Regions from separate parts of the Sus scrofa genome. Here region 1 is linked to region 2. A link is a contact called in public Hi-C data. All regions are on one chromosome and are shown on one strand. The core of a region is the stretch at or near the end of the contact, and the rest is flanking DNA. Distances in the headings are between cores, read along the strand shown.

Region 1 (5,048 bases), core at 1,406-3,905, 380 kb before region 2:
GCAAAAAAGCAGGGAATTCAGGTCTCAAGAGACAACACAGAGGAATACATGTCCTAAATAAAATAAGTATTTTCCATTTTAGTTAGTCTTCCAGTAACCCTTCCAGCATCACAGGGTAGATTCACCCATTTCCTCCAAAGTTGAGCTTTTTGTGCTTAAATTATAGCAATCCAGTCCATTCAGAGGTCACTAACATAATAACACATCTATTCTGGGGTCCACTCAGATGACCTAGTAGAATGGTACTGTCTTTTACACTTATGGAGTCCTTTTTGAAGAGAAATGTGATTTAAACAAAAATCTTTTCCACCATACAATTTTTGAAATCTCATGGGAGCCCAGTAAATGAGAAAGGAGTCCTTTCTGAAAGGAGCCTTGTTTTAGCCCCCAGGTATAATTTTAATTAAGTAGTTTAATTAAATAGTTAATTAGGCAATTTAGTAGTTTCATCAACAAATTGCCAGTTTCCTCAGATACACTTTCATTCATCCTGTGTTTTTTTCTTCTTCTTTTTTTCTTTTTTTAGGGTCATACCTGTGGCATATGAAAGTTCCTAGGCTAGGTATCAAATCAGAGCTGCAGTTGCTGGCCTACGACACAGCCACAGCACAGCAACACTGGATCTGAGCCACATCTGCTACTATGCCACAACTTGCAGCAATATGGGATCCTTAACCCACTGAGCAAGCCCAGAGATCGAACCTGCCCTCGCACCTGCACCGCACAGACACTATGTCAGGTTCTTAACTCACTGAGCCGCAAGAGGAATTCCTCATCCCGTATTCTGACTGAAGGTGTTAGTATACCTTTAGTGGCCTGCTTGCCACCATCTAAGAAGGGCCACAGCATCTGTTCTGAATTCTTAGTTTCTAGTCTTAGAATCTCTATCATGGCAGACAAAGAAGGAATAACGAAAGGAAGAATGCATCTTCTGCTTTTACCCCACTCAGAAAATACATTCACTAGACTCACTTCTCCTACTTATTCTTTGAATCTTTAAATTGACTAGAAATTGATTAAATTACATAAAAGTCATTACAAAATCTTTTGCTGACCCCCAGCAGTTTTAAGTCTGGATCCTGTGACAGCTTCATGTTTAAAAACTTGTGGTTCATTAAAAGGCAGTAGAGACTTACACGTGTGATGCTTTTGCTGCCCTCCAGTGGCAGTCCTGGATGCTAACAACTTGTACTGCCTTTGTCCAGCTGCCTGGTCTCTCCCTTTGTCATCTGCTGTCTCTTGCTCTTTAGCCTCCTTCTTACCCTCATCTATAATATCTGAAGGAATTCAGCCCCTCAGTGACTCATCCAGATTCCAGGATCCATTTTGACCCCAAGGCAGTAATGTTATCCTCTGCTAGATTCTCTCTTCCTTCTAGCACTGGTTCTCCCGTCTGTGACAATGCTTTCTTCCTCTTTGATGGGGAATGTACACTCTTAGTAATGGTGCATTTGGCTAAGGGATCATTTGTTTAAAAATTATATTCTAATTCTTGCTCATCACAAGGCCCTTCGTCAGCCTGATGATCGGGCTGGGCACATCTGTTAGTAAAGTTTGGCTTGTTCACTGAGCATTTTATAGGCATTTCTGGGTCTACTCATTCTAGGGAGGGGAGCCCCTTCTTCTGTGTTTTTGTCTCTCCTCACCATCCAGTTAATATGCCTTTTCCTGTTTCAGAAAGCCTCACAAAGATTTTAACTCCAGTGCAGAGACGATTTCTAATTCAGTCATTTGCCAAAATGAAATGCCTGATGAACTTTATGGGAAATTAATCAATTAGATTTTCCTGGCACTTTCTCAAATTTGGAGAAACTATTTCCTCTCTTTATTTGACAGAAACAGCCTTTGAAAATGAAAATTTAAAAATATTTATGAGAGGAGGTCTAAGATGGCAGAGTAGCAGAACATAAGGCTCATCTAATCCCACAAATACATTGAAAATACACCTATATGTGGAACTATTCGTACAGAAAATTTGCAAAAAACTGACAAAAGACCTTGAGAGTATGATAGAACAAGAAAAACATTACAAAACCAGATAGGACATAAGAAAGAAGAATAACAAGAGAAAAAGAAATGAGAAGGGACCTGCTCTTCCAGGAGGGAGCTGGAAAAAGGAATTGCTCCTGCGCCCAGGGAAGTTACCCCACCAGCAATGAGATCAGCCAAAAACGGAGGAGAAACTCTAGACAAATGGTCTGAAGCAGTTAAGAAAGAGAGAGTCCTCCACAAATGGTCAGTGCTATGGGTAATGAGCAACCATAGGCAGGTGCTTTCAGGTGTTAGGAACTAAAAGTTTGACCTAGAGATCATACCCAAAGAGGGAGCTTGAGCCAGCTATGCAGCGGTGGGGGGTGGGGGTGCACTGGGTTGATCCTGTGGAAACAGCTTGGAGGACTATAGGGTGACCACACTGGAGAGCATCTATGCGGAGCCAACCCACTCAGGCTTAGAGACTAGACACCATTGTTTGGGGGTGCTGGATGGAAGGGGCAGGATCCACCACTACAACCTTGTTCCCTAAGATTTCTCAAGCAGCAGGACACTTTCTGCCTCAGCTCAGGAACCACTTAGCCAAAGCAGCTGCCTAGCAATGGCTGGGAAGCCGCCTCGCCCTTAGGAAACCGACTTCTGGGAATAGGTGGAGTAACTGCCTGGGGGAATAACACAAGTTCCCAGTTCCTGCCAGCAGGGGCCTCCCGTGCTAGTGAGGCCCAGCCTGTGCCAGAAGAGCTGCCAGCAGTGGCGGAGCTCAGCGCCCAAGAGATAAGGGAAAACATAGGTGCCTTGGCTCCACCCAGAGAATCTGCAAAGTCTCTGACCAGCAGGGCAGCACCAGAAAAGCTGCTGGTGTCAGTGCCCATTTCCTGCAAGAGCAACAACCTGCTTGAGCAGAGATAACACAGGAGTCTCAGCTCCACCCAGACAGGCAGTGCCCATTCCCCAGAGAGGGCCGCCAGAGCCCACTCCCTGCTGATCATGGAAAACACAGGTGCCTTGGCGCCACTCAGAAACTCCACAGAGGCTCACACCAGCAAAGCAGCGTCAGAAAAACTGCTGATGGCAGCACCCACTTCCTGAAAAGCAGTGATCTCCTTGAGCAGGGAAAATACAGGCAAACACAGGCATCTCAGCTCTGCCCAGAGAATCTGCAGAGGCTTGTGCCAGTGCAAGAGTGCCCATTCCTATGAGAGGGCTGACGGTCCCCAATCCTTGTCAATCAGGGAAAACACAAGTGCCTTGGGTCCACCCAGAGAATCTGCAGAATCTCAGGTCAGCAAAGCAGTGCCAGAAAAGCTGCTGGTGGCAGCACCTTCCGATGAGAGGGCTGCCAGTGCCCACTCTCTGACAGATCTGTGGGCTGCCAAACAGAAAAAAGCACAAGGTACAGGATGCCTGCCAGTGGCCCTGTGAAGGCTCACATCAGTGGCACTCTTTCCAAGGGAGCCAGGGAAGGCCCATTAATCCACATTTCAGTCTGCGGGGCTATAGAGAACACTCCTACCAGCAGCAAGGCAGGCGGAGGGACTGCCAGAAACACACATCCTGCAGCTACAGAGAGAGCTTGTGAGAAACAATTAGGGAGAAGCCCCCTGCCCTGAGGCTTTATAGAGAGATCTCTAGAGTTGTCAAGCAAGGAGAGTGCAAGCAGAACAGCAGCAGCTGCTTCTATATCTACATAGAGCAATCCCTAGAGCCTACCCAGCAAATAGGTACATTTGAACAACCACCACCCCTGAGAACCCCAGGACTGGGCACCTGTTTCAACATCTACATACTAACTGTCAAGGAGATGATAAACAGAAAGGAAGACACTATAAGACAAAAAAGAAGCAGCTTTCAGACAAAGGAACAAGACAAAAACACACAAAACCCACTAAATGATAATGAGATAAGCAATTTGCCTGAAAAAGAATTCAGACTGATGATAGTAAAGTTGATCCAAGATCTTTGAAAAAGAATGGAGACACAGATGGAGAACTTAAAAGAAATGTTTAACAAAGAGCTAGAGGATTTGAAGAGCAAAATGAATAGTGCAATAGCTGAAATGAAAAATAATCTAGAAGAAACCAATAGCAGGTTAATGGAGGCAGAGGAACAAATAAGTGAGATGGAAGAGGGGTAGAAATCACTGCTACAAAAAAGAATAAAGATAAAAAGAAAGAAAAAAAACTGAGGAGAGTCTAAGAGACATCTGGGACAACATTAAACATACCAACATTCCCATCATAGGGGTTCCAGAAGGAGAAGAGAGAGAAAAAGAACCAGGGAAAATATTTGAAGAAATTATAACTGAAAATCTCCCAAATATGGGAGAAGAAAGACTCACTTAAGTGGAAAAAGCACAGAATTCAATACAAAATAAACCCTAGAAGAAATACAGAAAAACACATACTAATCAAGCTGACAAAAATTAAGTTCAAAGAAAAAATATGAAGAGTCACAAGGAAGAAGCAACAAATCACATACAAGGGAATTCCCATAAGTATGACAGCTGATCTCTCAGCAGAAAACCTACAAGCCAGAAGTCAGTGGCAAAATATATTTAGGTGATGAAGAGGAGGAACCTAGAACCAAGAATACTCTACCCAGCAAAGCTGTCATTCAGATTTGATGGAGAGGTCAAAAGCTCCACAGACAAGCAAAAGCTGAGAGAAGTCAGCACCTCCTAACCAGCTCTACATCAACTACTAAAGGAAATTCTCTAAGCAGAAAAGGAAAAGCCACAATTAGAAACAAGATTATTAAAAATGAAAAAGCTCACTGGCAAAGGCAAAGATAATTTCAAAGTAGGAAATCACCCACTGACAGACATGATATCTAAACCAGCAAGCATGAGGAGAGGAGAGAACAAATGCAGAACATTGAAAATGCATTTGAAATTAAGAAGACCAGTAAAACAAAATGATTCTGCACACATATAGATGGATATATCAAAATATAAGGGGAGCCACTAGTCAAATAACTATAATGGTCACACATATAAAAAAGAAAAACCAAACCAAACACAACACTAAACATGGTAAGCAAATCACAGGAAAAAAAAA
Region 2 (4,962 bases), core at 1,642-4,141:
TGGGGGGGGCCAAGGTAGCACTCAGGACTGCAGAATTCTCCCTTGTGCTCCCACACTCACCTGAGCTAGGTCGGCTGTCTGTCTCCAGGTGCTCTTCAGAGGTCTTTTCCACATCCAGTCTCAGGTCACTTATCTGCTTGTCGAGTTCTTGCAACTGGTTCAACAAACCAGCATCTCTTCTCCTCAAACAATTCTGATTAGGAAGAGACAGAGAAAGGAAAAATAAACACATTTTGGTGACAAAGAACCAGAAAGCCCACTCTAAGTATTCCAATTACCATCTGAGGCAGTCACTAAATCTTCTAAAACCAAAATTCTCCTGGATGACTTGAAATAAAAAAACTTTAAAAATATGTCCTATATCTAATTCCACTTTCTCACATTTTCTGGTGATATAAAGTTTCTTCATGAAAACAAGGCTTGCTTTTAGTTTCAACTAACATACACACACACACACACACACACACACACACATATATACACACACATTAACTTTTTATAGGTAGGGATAAAAAAAAAACTGAGGTTTTTAAAAATCCTCTGTGTACAGCCAATTTTTTTCACACAACAGTACTTCACAGTAGACTCTTCGACTTGAAGGTAGAGTGTAACAGATTTCCTCCAATGCACTATAATCTTACTTAGGTGAGATTTTCTGGCCAAATGTCCTGCAGAGTTTTGTTTTCTATGAATTGCTTTGTGGGGTTTAATCAGTCTTAGGGCCTTTGAAAGTGAGAAACTAATACTAATAGCCAGTGCCAAGTATAATGTGAGCTGGCAGAATCCAAAACCCTCAAGGGAAGCTCCATCAAGATTTGAACTCAACTCGGGTTTCCAAAGGTGACAGATTGGAGTGTCACACCGCCACCTAGTGCTTCCTATGGCTGGGAGAGGGAAAAAAAAAAAAAAAAAAAAAAAAAAAAAAAAAAAAACCTCAAAAGGCATCTGGTTCAAATCACAAATGCCAAGTCTACAAATGAAAATAGTACCACAAACACTGACTGGCCGGGAATTCTCCTGACATGCAGCCTTGCTCCCCTCCAGGGGACAACAGGAATGCGCCACTTAAAATCGTGAGATTCAAGAAGAGCAGGAGGTGCTATTGTACAATGCACACAATGTCAATGACCAGGCATAACCAGCAAGAATTGGCTCAAATCAGAGTTATACGCAACTCTGGTCTGCTACCAAAAACCACAGACAAATGCCAAAACAAGAGGTATTCCACAAACCACCATGTACATCCATCCTGACTAAACAGATGCACATCTACTCCTCTTGTCTGTCCTTTGACTTAAAAAGCTTGGGGACACACATGTTTATTTGTTAGAATGAGTTTCTTCAGGGGTAAAAAGGAACTAAACAAGTCAAATCACGTCAATGCTCAAAAAAAGAGAAAATCATCTGAAAAGAGGTAAAACAAGAAGGCACTTGACAACTGCACAGCATCACTCTGTTCGTAATTGCAGGAGGGACATTATCTAGCATGTGTCTAGTTTCAGATAGGATCACATGGTCAGATAAGGATTTTTTTTTTTTTTTCTGTTTGCAAAACTACATTTTTGAGGTCACCGAAACAAAGCTGCCGCCATTACTCTGAGGCGGGGTCAAAAGCTGTTCATCAATACATGAAGCGCCAAAGTTCTTTTTCTTCCCGATTAATGAAGACTGCGGGGAATGTCTGAGACACTGACGCAAATCCAGTAAAGAGAAATGCTCCCTGGAAGCAGATTTTCACTTCTCTCACCTCCAATTCAAGTCTCAGCGAAGAGTACGGATAAAATATGAGGGGAGGGGACACTTTCTCCAGCCAAATTTCCATCATTTGCATGTGTCTTAGCCGCTCATACAAAGGGCTTCTATCTGAAATGAGGCAGCAGCCCAGGCAAAAGCTGGCCGGCCGGGGACAACCCTAGGAGCGGCAGGGTCCCCGGGGCCACTTCCGTGTAACCGTAAAATTCGGCACGGGACAGGCAACCATGCCACACGCCCCCTCCTCGGCTTTTGTCCCCTCCTGGCGGAAGGACCTGAAGCCGAGAAGCCCTTCAAAGAAATGCTATTTCAAACGAGGGTTTGCAAACCTTCGGGAAGAGCGCACGCATTTGTCTAACTATAGAGAGGGGAGGTTAGGAACAGGCAACACCAAGAATCCCGAAGGCAAAAGAGGGAGGTGGGGGAGGGCGGCCACCCCCGCCCAGCCCTCCGCGCGGGGTCGCCAGGCCCTCACCTGACACAAAGCGGGCACACGCCGGGGACCCGTGGGCGTCGGCAACCCACACGCCGCGGGCACCCTCAGGAACCCAGGGTCAGGGAGGCACCGGGAGGGGATCCCCGGAAGCCGGAGGATGTCTCCAGCCCGCCGCACCCAAGCGCCCGCCGCGGGCCACCTGCCCGAAACCCGGCCCCTCATCAAGGACAGCCGCGCCCCCACCTCCGGCCAAGACCTACCAATTGCTTCCGCAGCAGCAAGATGTTCTCCTCCAAGAACTTCTCCTCCAGGCGGCTGCGCTGCGCCGCCTCCCCCGGCAGCTCCCCGGAGCGGACTGCAGCGGCCCCCGAGACCCCGGCGCCGCGCAGGGCGCCCCGGACCAGCAGTTCCTGGCGCTGGCGCAGGTACTCCAGTTCCGCCAGCCCGGCCAGCGTGGCCTCCTGCCGCTCGCGGGTGCGCTGCCGCTCCGTGTCCGCCTCTCCCTTCTCCCGCCAGCGCCCCTCGGACTCCGCCGCGCGCTGCTCGCCCCGGGCCGGCGCCGGCGGCTCCAGCTCCCTCGCGGTCCCTGCCAGACTCGGCTTCATGGCCCCCAACCCTGCAGCGCGCACCCGTCCCCGCAGCCGGGCCGCCCGGGAGGAGGAGCGGGCGCTAAGGCTGCGACCCTGGGCTCATGCCTCCCGGCGGTGGGGCGCGGTGGCGGCGGCGATGGGGGCGGAGACACGGAGCGCTCGGGACCCGCGCGTGGCCGCGGGCTGCAGCCGTCCGGGCCCGGGCGGCGTCGTCCGCTGTCGCCGAGCGTCCCTCGCCGCGGCCCCGCAACTGATAACGCCCTGCCCGGCGCTACGTCACGAGCGGCGGCACAGCGAACCCCCGCCCGGCGCCCGCCTCCCCGCGCCGGCCCCTCGGCGGCGAGGCCCGCTCCCCCTTCGGCTTCCCCCTCTTGTGTCTGGGGCGCCGCTCGCGCTCTGCGCCGGCCTCCTCCTCGCGCGGCCCTCCCCGCTCCTCCCTCTCTCCTCCCCCCTCGCTCTTCCCGCGGGCCTCCTCGCCCCCTTTTCGGGTTTACGGCACCCAGTTTTTGCCTCGCTCCTTATTGGTTCTTTTCCGTCTCACAAAGCCACGGGCGAGCGCCTCGATCCCCAGCATCCTATTACAGTCGGCCTCGCAGGCAGGGTCCGCCGAGGGACGCGGTAGTTGGGCTCCCCGGAGAACTTTCTGAAACTCGACCGAGTTGCAGCACAGTATTAACCCTTTCCCACACGTCCACTGTCCCTATCCACTCCGGCCGACTTAGGTTTCTTTCACCTTACCCAGCAAGGTCCTGCCAAAGTATTCCAAGACCGTATCTTGGGTTTGGTTTTTTGACTCCACGCTGTAAAAGGCAGGAACTACAAGGCACAGTACACCGTTGTCCTAAAACCGTTTAGCCCTCAGTTTTGTTGCTGTTGTTTTCATCTTTTTTTACGGAAAGCATTAAAAATTAGGCAGTAGGATGTCGCTGTATTGCAAGCGGTTGCATCAATTCTTTTACAGGCTTGGGGTCTAGTGTGTGCGCGCGCGTGCGCGCCTCGGTTTTTGAGTTTTTTTATTGTTGTTATTTAGTCTGCAAGCACAAAAGCTCTGACTGAAACCAGACTGCTTGCATTTGAATGCCCTTTCCAGCCAAGACAGGCTGTGCAAGTAACTTCACCTCCGTTTCCCCAATGGTAGAATGGAGCTGCTAACAGAACATGTCTGTTGTAAGAATTATAAATTCAGTATGTAATATGCATGGGGGTGCGTTAACAGCGTGGCAGGCACATACATAGTAAGGGCTATAAGAGTTGTAACTTTTTTTTTCCTCCAGGGAGACAAACTTTTCCCCTGGAGCAGCAGTGGTATTATGGTCATGTTTACTTGGCACACTCGTCACAGGGAATTTCAATAGGATGGGGACCTGGAAATGCCACTAGCTGGCTTATCTATGGAAAAGTACCATATCTATTTTTAAAAAAGCAATAGGGCCAGGAGCCTCAGAAGTTGAAGCCAGCAAGTCACAATTTGCTGAAACTTAGGTAAATGATAATCCTATATCATTACCTTAGACTTTTACACCTTTACCCAGCTGTTTACCCCTGTCAAGAATTCTCTATTTCTGGAGTTCCCTGGTGGCCTAACAATTCAGGACTCCGAGTCATCACTGCTCTGGCTCAGGTTACTATTGTGGCTCTGTGGCTGGTTCCCTGGTCCACGAACTGCCACACAGCAAGCTAGGGGCAGAAGGGATTCTCCATTTCTCCCCTCTGTGTGGTCCTCCAGCCTCCTTCCTTCCAAGATCAGTTCACTTCCCTCCTCTGAACTCCAGTTAATTGCATGACTCTTTGATTCTTACCAAATGCTACTTGTATGGTTATTTATCTGGGTATGTACATACACATCTATGTAGGTGTTTATATGTATCTCTTCCCTCCAATTACATTATTAAAGTTTATGCTTTCCCAAGGATCCTGAATGCAGAGATTGTTTTAATATCCTCTTGGTATTACTGTACTCAGGACCATGGCTTTGCAAGCATTCAAGAAACTGTACATTAGTTATAAATTGCTTTTTCATGAACAGACTTTCTAACTAACTTTATAGTACCCATTTAGTCTCTGTGACAAATAGAGTCAAGTTGACATTTACCAAAAACCCCCCAAAAAGAAAACAGTTCTCTTGCCACCCTCCACTGATGTCCCCATGGCTGCCCCTCTCAGACATGAAAGGGACTATAGCTA

What was found. Hi-C and Micro-C count contacts between places; a contact is called where the count stands out from the background.
Region 1: a Hi-C map of subcutaneous adipose tissue shows a contact between it and region 2, with 2.1 times the contacts expected there. The contact joins the enhancer-like site here to the promoter of DACT1 in region 2. A contact is called at or near these places in 13 of 47 Hi-C or Micro-C datasets (adipose tissue, alveolar macrophages, brain and 9 more).

What each region holds. Positions count from the first base shown.
Region 1 is chr1:188,098,413-188,103,460 of Sscrofa11.1, reverse strand. No RefSeq gene overlaps it. Among named protein-coding and RNA genes, the nearest start is that of DAAM1, 230 kb to the left of the region's middle. Within about 2 kb of position 2,655, at least 12 of the 83 cell types and tissues checked have an H3K27ac peak or open chromatin away from gene starts, as enhancers often do. A contact at or near this core is called in adipose tissue and subcutaneous adipose tissue, where this site is marked.
Region 2 is chr1:187,717,320-187,722,281 of Sscrofa11.1, reverse strand. It overlaps DACT1 (dapper homolog 1), which reads right to left and starts at 2,891. Exons shown (of 4, transcript XM_021102679.1): 1 at 2,449-2,891; 2 at 61-193. The coding sequence starts at 2,793.